Linked DNA regions of Salmo salar: region 2 is linked to region 1. Evidence: chromatin contacts called from public Hi-C data. All regions are on one chromosome and are shown on one strand. The core of a region is the stretch at or near the end of the contact, and the rest is flanking DNA. Distances in the headings are between cores, read along the strand shown.

Region 1 (4,768 bases), core at 1,824-4,323:
CCAGTGTACCAGGTGGAGCTAAAATAAAGAAATAGGACACAAGCAGTGAGCAACCCTAGGGAGTATTTTCTTACCACTTGGCCTTGGGTCTTTTGTACAGTGGGGTTTAGGGGTTTAGACCAATTTGGAAGTTGCATGGCTGAGGCTTTTGTTGAATTACAAAATATTTATTGAAAAGCAGGGTTTAAGTCAATTCCATTTCAGCAAAGCCAATTCATGAAATAAATTGAAATTCGATTCACGAACTGGCAGAAATTCCTCATTGAATGTCATGCAAACATTTTCACTCCATGAACTGAATGTTCACTGACCCTTATAAGTCATTTATCAAAAAAACTAAAAGAAACATATTGATGGCTTGCCAAATACTGTGGGTTGCACTACTAATGCATACCATTCAAACTTTGGTGTTGAAACTAAGGGATTCAAATCAAGTGTGTGTGACCAGAGTGTCAGTACCTCGGCAGCATACTTGGTCCCGGCCACGGTATGCTCAGAACCCCTGTCGTCGCTGGCACCCCAGTGGAAGTGGAACTGCTTTAGCCTGTACGTCCCTGAAATGGGCCCCCCTGTCAGAGCTGCCAACAGAACACAGAAAACAAAAGACATGAACACGTATAAGTGCAATGGGTCAACCTGTTATGTGGTCCGAGTTAATACTACCTAACATCAGTTTAAGTGCACTTTGTATAATAGCACTACAAGACATGCATGTACAAAACACATAAGACGTTCACATTTTGAACAGGATCATTATGCTTTCATAATAAGATTTCAAAACACACCATGTTCCTTTTTTACTGAGATAACATCTCTTTTAATCGTTGGTCCATGATGAAAATGTGTCACAAGACACAACGAGATGAGTTGTCTTGACAGGTATAATGTGGACAGACATACTGACAGACGTCAATGCCAGAACGATATTAAGAGAGCAATGCAAAAGCCGCTCTTGTGTCACTGCCACCCCCACCTCTACCCCCACACTAGCACACAGACACAGACTTCCTGTTTGATGGAAGCAGCAGACTCAGTTCCTGTTACGTAATCCAGACCCAAAAGCAGCAAGCCCAAGGTCAGCCTAAGATACTTTCCAGGTATTGTTCCTTTGACATAGTCATCTATTTATACCAATTTAGTGGCAGCAGGTAATCCTTCACTAATTAGTCTATTCCCATCTCACGTGATGTCACAGTTGATGCTGACCGAATAGGCTATAGCGTGTAGGTTCTCTTCTAAAACTATTTTGAGGACACGATTTACAATAGTTGGTTCTGCTTGATAAGAAGGTGGAGACTTTTCTGACAAGTAGCAAAAGGTGTGAGTGTATGAGTGTATACAGGTTTCTGATGCAGGATTACATTACGAGACTGACATTGACCACACCCTGTGGGTAGATTTAGACTACAGCTATGATGGCGTAATTTCCAATGTAGGTCTACACACAGACAGGTATGACTAACAGTCATTCCTTCTTTCAGGGATAAGCTTATATTTGCGTTTGAATATGAACTTGGCATTCAATTTAAATTAGCTTCCATTAAGTTAACACAATAAACATGATACATTTACCCTGTAAGCACTAAGGTGATCATAAATAGAGGATTACCAATTCAATATCAATAAACCACCTGACATATAGGCCTAATGCTGCATATTACTAAGGTGCTAGGATCACATGCCATCAGGGATTACAGAGACAATAGAATCTCTTGTGTAACAAATCACAGGAATATAAAAATGCAACACCATACATTAAGATTCGGATTGAGTAGTTTTTACATTTCTCACAGCAATATTTTATAAATATGAATGTGAACCCCCCCCCCCCCAAAAAAAAATATTTTTGTATTTTTTTCTTCTGGATTTTGTCTTTTTTTTTTTGCACTGTATTAATTAAGCAATAGCCTATTTTTTTTTAATCGAATTATAACGACAGCAGAACTAGTAAAATATCATAATGTTGTACTTAGTTACTAAAAACATTACCATCCACTCCTGACACATTAATGGTTAACCAGACTCAGTCCTATTTGCATAAACTGACCTTCGCCTTTTTTTGCGCTAATGACCGCTCTTCCAGTCTAAAGGTCTAGCGTGCAGGGAAAGGTTTGTGACGGGTTGCGTTACCAATTCCATTACCTACTATTGTTTTCATGCTATAGTGTGGGTGGTGAACGTATATAGTCTCATCCAGCCATATTCCATGCCCATAATATTTGTTACTTTGTAAATGTATGAATTATTAATATTAAAGAAGTGCACAAAGTATCCGCAACTCTAAGGTACCATTTCGAGACACCTGTCATGACGCATGCTTTAAGATTGACACTAACTTGAGTTGTCGTTGTCGTCGGCGTAGGTCACTTGAAAGGAATGTCCGTTGTTGAGAATGTCAATGGAGGTGGAAGGGTCGTACTTCAAAGTGAGCGCCTTCAAGGCTGCGTCGAAGGCAGCCTCCCCAGGTACGATGTCAATGGGAGACTGACGGGGTCCGTTGGCAATTGGGAAGCCTTCACACCATTTGTCGGGTCCTAGAATGACAGTGGGGACATTGCAGTTGGAGACAATATTTCAGTATCTGTCAAAAATGTAGCCTACGTAAATTATTGCTTTCCATTGACATTGAGAATATTTTTTATAAACTCGCAGCTTGCTGTAACCGGGTAAGATTGTTATGACGCACCGTAGCCTAATAGCAATGTCAAAGAGGGATGCATTAAAATACATGTAGACAATGATTCATCAATGCATGACCGTTGTCTTTTCATTCATTCATCCGACAGTATATGCTGTACTACAGGTCCCTTTTAATGTCATGATAAGAACAGAGCACAAGCGCCTCACCATTGTCCGGTGCGTATCCCCATGCATGAGACATTGTTACTATTTGGGTATTTCTGTGTATCTATTGCTGTAAATCTCCCAAAATTGCGTCGCTCCCGAGTGCAAACAGCCAGTGTCCCCCACTTGACAACTGTCAGAGCTTATATAGGCTCCCTGTGGATTGCGTGTAGGAGCGGGAGGAGTTAGATGCACAATCGATGAGCCCAGATTCTCTCTCTCTCTCTCTCTCTCTCTCTCTCTCTCTCTCTCTCTCTCTCTCTCTCTCTCTCTCTCTCTCTCTCTCTCTCTCTCTCTCTCTCTCTCTCTCTCTCTCTCTCTCTCTCTGTGTGTGTGTATGTGCGTGCGCGCGGCACCACAGATCCTGTGAGTAGTCGCCTCGCTATACGTCCAGCGCTCCTTCATCCAAATAATTTGCCATTGGAAGGCGCGACACAAGCTGTATGGATATTCCCGAGCAGTACCATGTGCAATAACTCTTTGATGTTGCGCCTTCCACTTCCTAAACTCGAACGCTACACTTGCATTTTGAGTACACACACTCAGGGGGAGAGAGAGAACTCAAGAGTCCCTTTCTTCGCTTCCCTTTTAATAATGAACATGACCATAACTGTAATATATATATATATATAAAACAGTATTGAGCGTTTAGGCTATGTGGTATTCACGGACTTTAGGAATAATTATTTATTGCATAGAGCAGATGGAATCATTGTGTATTATTGTTTTAGGTGGATGTTTCTAATTTACACCTAGCCCCAGGTCTACGGAAGTATATAATTAATTGTATTAGTCTATTGATCCCGTTTAGGCCTAGGTTATGACATTTTGCCTAGACTGAGAACAGTTAAGTGTTTGTCTCTCTCTCTCTCTGTCTGTCTGTCTGTCTGTCTGTCTGTCTGTATCCTAGTTTTTCTTTAATATTAAAGACAGACTAACTTATTTTCTAATATGCTGATAATGCAAAAAACCACCCACATAATGGCGTTGCTTAAAACCCTTTTATAAAAGTGAAAGGCTTCACACTGGGCACACATAGGTTGAATCAATGTTGTTTCCACGTCATTTCGTTGACCAATGTGGAATAGACTTTGAATTGACGTCTGTGCCCAGTGGGTTAACTCCGCCACTGAGAATACAAAACATTAAGGCCACCTGCTCTTTCCATTACATAGACTGACCAGGTGAATCCAGGTGAAAGCTATGATCCCTTATTGATGTCACTTGCTAAATCCATTCATTCTGTGTAGATGAAGGGGAGGAGACAGGTTTAAGAAGGTGTTGCTAATGTTTGGTATTCTCAGAGTACTCTCACGGACTCTTATGGAAGTGTATCAGCGGCGATACGTTGCTGCCATCTGGCGGTCATAACGAGAAAGCAACTGTTTTTGTTGCTGCCAGTAAACCGTCTGTCTTGTTAGCCGAAAACTGGCAACCTCATCTGCATCGAAGGGAATGAGGACGGTAAAATAATGATATGATAATGTCCTCAGATAAAATACATGTATTGCATATAGGCTGTAGAATAACAACATGAGGCAAAGCAACTGGAGTATAACATTTCCACATAACACTGATCAGAGGGTAGTGCGTACGACCCAGTACATCACTTGGGCCAAACTTCCTTGCCTGCAGACATTCTAGTGCCTCCTGTACCAAGTCAATGAGCGGGGGTGCAGGTTAATCGACGTATTTTGTACATGTAAATAGGGGTAACCACGGTGAGGTCTACACCTGTTGTATTCAGACATGTGACAAATAAAGTTATATTTTATTTTGCACTCCTTCTCTAACCCAGCGCGGATTCAGCACGGATAGTGTAGAAATCGAGCGCACCATGTGGGCGTTTCAATCTGTTGTCTTCGGGAGGACTGATTGGTTCAGATTTTAGTCGCATCTAAATTGCGTCAAGCTCCGTTGCTTC
Region 2 (4,261 bases), core at 1,123-3,622, 46 kb before region 1:
GTTGAAATACCACCCTCAATTACTCTTTTTTTTTTATCCAATGTATTTTCCCATGTAGATTCAACGTCACAATATAATGATAAATAACATTGATTCAACCAGTTTGTGTCCAGTGGGGTGAACCAAGAGAACTTTATGTTCAAAAAGTGTGTGCCTGTGTGAATTTCTGTGTTTGCATGTGAATGCTGTTACATGTCATGTCATGTGTCTTTACGTGAATGTGTTAGGGAGATATGGGTTGTTTTATGTGTGTGCATGCAAGCTGATGTGTGTATCTGCAGTTATGCATGCAGTAGACACTGATACAATCAACAACTGAAATGAAATTAGGATCTTCTGGTTAGATGCCTGTTCAAAACAGATACCAGCACTGTTGCACACACCCTTACACCACATCCACAAGTGAAACTACTAAAACCTGTTCAGGGCAAACCACTAAATATTTTCAAAGTGAAAATAAATGGGGATATTCAATCACTTATATACATGCTCCAATAAAATAATTGATTTTTGCTAAACAAGAGCTCTTTGTTGTGTAACAATATCCACATCCTTGATGGCAGAGATAATTAAATATTAGTCAGTAAGAATAATACATTTGATCATCGGCTTGTCTGATGAAATGGACGCTTCAGTGCCAAGTATAACACAATGCCAAGTGCAGTACATATTTTATCACCCAATCAGTTATGATGATATAATGGTCCTTCAAATAAAGCGGCTTGACTGGACCGTGGGTTCAATGTAATCAAACCAGCATTGCATAATAAATGCATTGGCGTCCCACCAAGAAAAAGCTTGAAATCACTTACATTACTATGCTTACTGATTGAAACCAATTGAATGAAACTAATGGGATTATTTATTTGACCATGCATTCTCTTAATCTGTAATATTTCTTTCCCTTAATACAAGTTTGATGGAATGGAGCCCTATGTCTCTATTCACTTACGTCAAGCATACAAATACAGTATGCGGCCTGTTGGGTGTCAGCTGAGAGGTTGCAGGGCAAGCAGTTGCCAACACGTGGTAACCTGAGAGAATTGACCCCCTGCCGCTCCTCGGGAAACTTTATTCTCCCTGGGTAATGCTAGCCCCTCTCCCAAGCATACCACAGGAAAGTAGGGGCATGGAGGTGAACCATAGACAGGAGAGCTAGTGGGCCGTGAACTGAGGGGTTGGCTGAATGAGCAGCAATAGAGGAGAGGAGGAGAGAATTCATGGGGAAAGTGGTGCCAGGGTTGTAGGTGGAGGGAGGAATGATGGGACAGAGAGAAAGAGAGAGGCTGACTGAAAAATGTTCAATTCAATGTTAATTGTTAAGGTAACATACACTCAGTGTACAAAAGATTAGGAACACCTTCCTAATATTGAGTTGTACCCCATTTTGTCATCAGAACAGCCTCAATTCGTCGGGGCATGGACTCTACAAGGTGTCGAAAGTGTTCCCCGGGGATGCACACATATACAATCCATGTCTCAATTGTCTCAAAGCTTACAAATCCTACACTGATTGAAGTGGATTTAACAAGTGACATCAATAAGGGATCACCTCGACCACCTGGCCGGTCTATGTCATGGAAGGAGTCCTACAACCAGCACTGTAGCTGTAATGAATGAGTAGGAAAGTGTATCAATAGGCTTGCATTCTTGTTATTAGAAGCTTGGGTCTTTTTTAATATCGAGGAATATTTCACTTTTTCTGGTCATAGGAGTAACAACATGAATTTGTGCATGAGGCAGAAATAATGCTGTGCGACTCAAGTTTTGCCATCAGCTGGAAGACGGTGTCCCTTTTTGGTCAGTGTCGGTGGAGGAAAGCGAAAGCAGAGGGACGTTGAGAGGCAGACCCTCAGTCTGCTGCTCTTTCCTTCCACTGAGACTGACCATCAGATGCAGGCTATTTAAGCCCAGTAAAATAAAATACAAATTATATGTAAGTGTATGCTCAATCAGTTGTGCCTCACAAATAATACAACAACGGATCTATTACCGGTGTGATCACATAGCCTACATCAAATGTTGAAATGTACATTTTTTGAATGGTCTGAGAAGAACAACAATGCATTATCAGGGCAATTTAAGCAAAGCCAATATAATGTTTTGGGCCTATAGCCTACTGCACAAACCTCATTACTACGGTACTGTTTTTAATACATTACCGTTGCATAGGCTTATGTTTTTTAACTCATGTTAAAAAAAGATATAACAGTAGATCTCGGCTTGCATTTTGATTCAGAAGGTGATTTCGACTCAAATAAGGTTTGTGTCCACTGCTCCAGTGTGAAAACCTCCCTAGTGAAATGGTGTGGCCTTATCAGTATGGCTAGGAGAGGTCATGTTCTATGTAGGTGACCTAGTTAGGATTAGAATAGTGTGGAAAACCAAGGGCCTCCAAGGTGACACACCCTCCCTATCACCTCCCCTCCTGTATGTGTCATCAGAGGCTCGAAAGAAAATACTAATGTACCTCACTAGGCGATAACGACTTCAGTCCAAATATTCCACTAAAAACAGAACATGGTGTGGCTATAGAAAAACTGAACCAGTAAACACACAATTAGTTAATCAAAAGGATGAAATATTTCCAATATATACTTTAGAGATGTTGGTCATTGTGTACAATAAGTGTAAAGTTTTAAAGCAGTTAGTATGTTACTTTACTCTTCATTACCCATAATCTACTTGTTTTGAAAGAGTTTATAGTCATTTGAATTATTCTATGATCCCATGCATGTTAAAACTGTGGATATTTTATGAATGTCACAGTATTAGTAGTATAACTATATAGAAGTCATATTTATTCTTAACTTGCTTTTCTGATCACACCCCAATACACATGGTTCTTTTTTTAAACTTTACTTTATATCATTCTATACACATAATATTTGATACTCCCATTTAGCTTTAGCAGTTATGGTGAGGCTATATAGCCTACCGCTGTTTACTAGTGAATAGCTTAGTGCTGAAGCCCTCACAGCTGAGCATTGGACACATGGTTGGGAAAATATTAATTCAATCTGAGTTCAATCTGCTTCCCAGCACACAGTTTAATGAACAACAAACAAATATTCCCCAAGGTCAATCTTCTCATTTAATATATACAAGTTCAAATCTACTCAACAAATATTTGAATGTTTCTGTTCATTATTTAACATAGAGGATATCTTCTTGTCTAATACAACATTCCCATGGATTATCATGTAATAACATTGCTGTTGATTTTTGAGGCAAATATCCTGTTTGAGTGACCCACAAGTGCCTTGGTTGTAGACTTTGATGTAGATCAGATGAGAAATAGAGGTAAAAGTGTAGAAATACTGGGAAATGTGAATGTTAAATAATGATCATTATAAGAATTGTAGCACTATTTGAAAGTCCTCTTATAAACTGCTTTTAAACATGAACACATTCATATCGTTGGATAAGTTACAGTATATATGACCCAAAATATCACCTGACACCCTCATTATGTCATGAGTCCCCAGCCTGCATCCATGTATTATAAACAGAAGACACAATCCAAATTCCAATCTGTATGAAGGACTATGAGGGCTGTCATGTCCATTGTATACACTTGCTTGGTATTTTATCACTTGATCACTGGAGTCCAGTGGCGACCACTGCTGTTTAAGATGAGGGAGGACAATTTTTCTTTTTTGTATAAGCATGGCCTTATTTCTTTTACAGCATATTAGATGACTGTCATTCATATTCATTCACGCAGCTCAATGTAACATCGATAGGTTTAGGCTACTACACGATACAAACATTTTCCCTATACCCATCATGAGGTTGCTACAAACTAGCTGTCACGTCCTGGCCAGTATAAGGATTAATTGTTATTGTAGTTTGGTCAGGACGTGGCAGAGGGTATTTGGTTTATGTGGTTCAGGGTGGTGTTTTTTCGAAAAAGGGAATTTGATTTATGTATTCCGGGGTTTTTGGGCACTGTTCCTTGTTTATGTAATTCTATGTTTAGTCTAGGTAATCTGTTTCTATGTTGAGTTAATTGGGGTGGACTTCCAATTGAAGGCAGCTGTGTGGTGTTGCCTTTGATTGGAAGTCCTATATTAGTTGGGTATGTTTGTCTGTGTATTTATGGGAGATTGTTTCTTGTTTTGCCGAGTGAGCCTTTCAAGACTGTTTCGTTGTTTGTAAGTTCGTTTCGTTTTTGTTGTTTTGGTGTTCACTTAATTTGTAAATAAATACACAAGATGAGCATCAACATTCCTGCTGCGTTTTGGTCCTCCTTAACCAA

The links. Hi-C and Micro-C count contacts between places; a contact is called where the count stands out from the background.
Region 2: a contact with region 1 is called in a Hi-C map of gill, with 3 times the contacts expected there. The contact joins the enhancer-like site here to the promoter of LOC106590208 in region 1. A contact is called at or near these places in 2 of 3 Hi-C or Micro-C datasets (gill and muscle).

What each region holds. Positions count from the first base shown.
Region 1 is chrssa29:15,593,489-15,598,256 of Ssal_v3.1, reverse strand. It overlaps LOC106590208 (carbonic anhydrase 1-like), which reads right to left and starts at 3,073. Exons shown (of 8, transcript XM_014180973.2): 1 at 2,848-3,073; 2 at 2,337-2,534; 3 at 460-578; 4 at 1-18. The coding sequence starts at 2,881. It overlaps rbis (ribosomal biogenesis factor), which reads left to right and starts at 4,691. Exons shown (of 4, transcript XM_014180972.2): 1 at 4,691-4,768.
Region 2 is chrssa29:15,638,837-15,643,097 of Ssal_v3.1, reverse strand. No RefSeq gene overlaps it. Among protein-coding and RNA genes, the nearest start is that of LOC106590212, 17 kb to the left of the region's middle. Within about 2 kb of position 2,372, at least 2 of the 13 cell types and tissues checked have an H3K27ac peak or open chromatin away from gene starts, as enhancers often do. A contact at or near this core is called in gill, where this site is marked.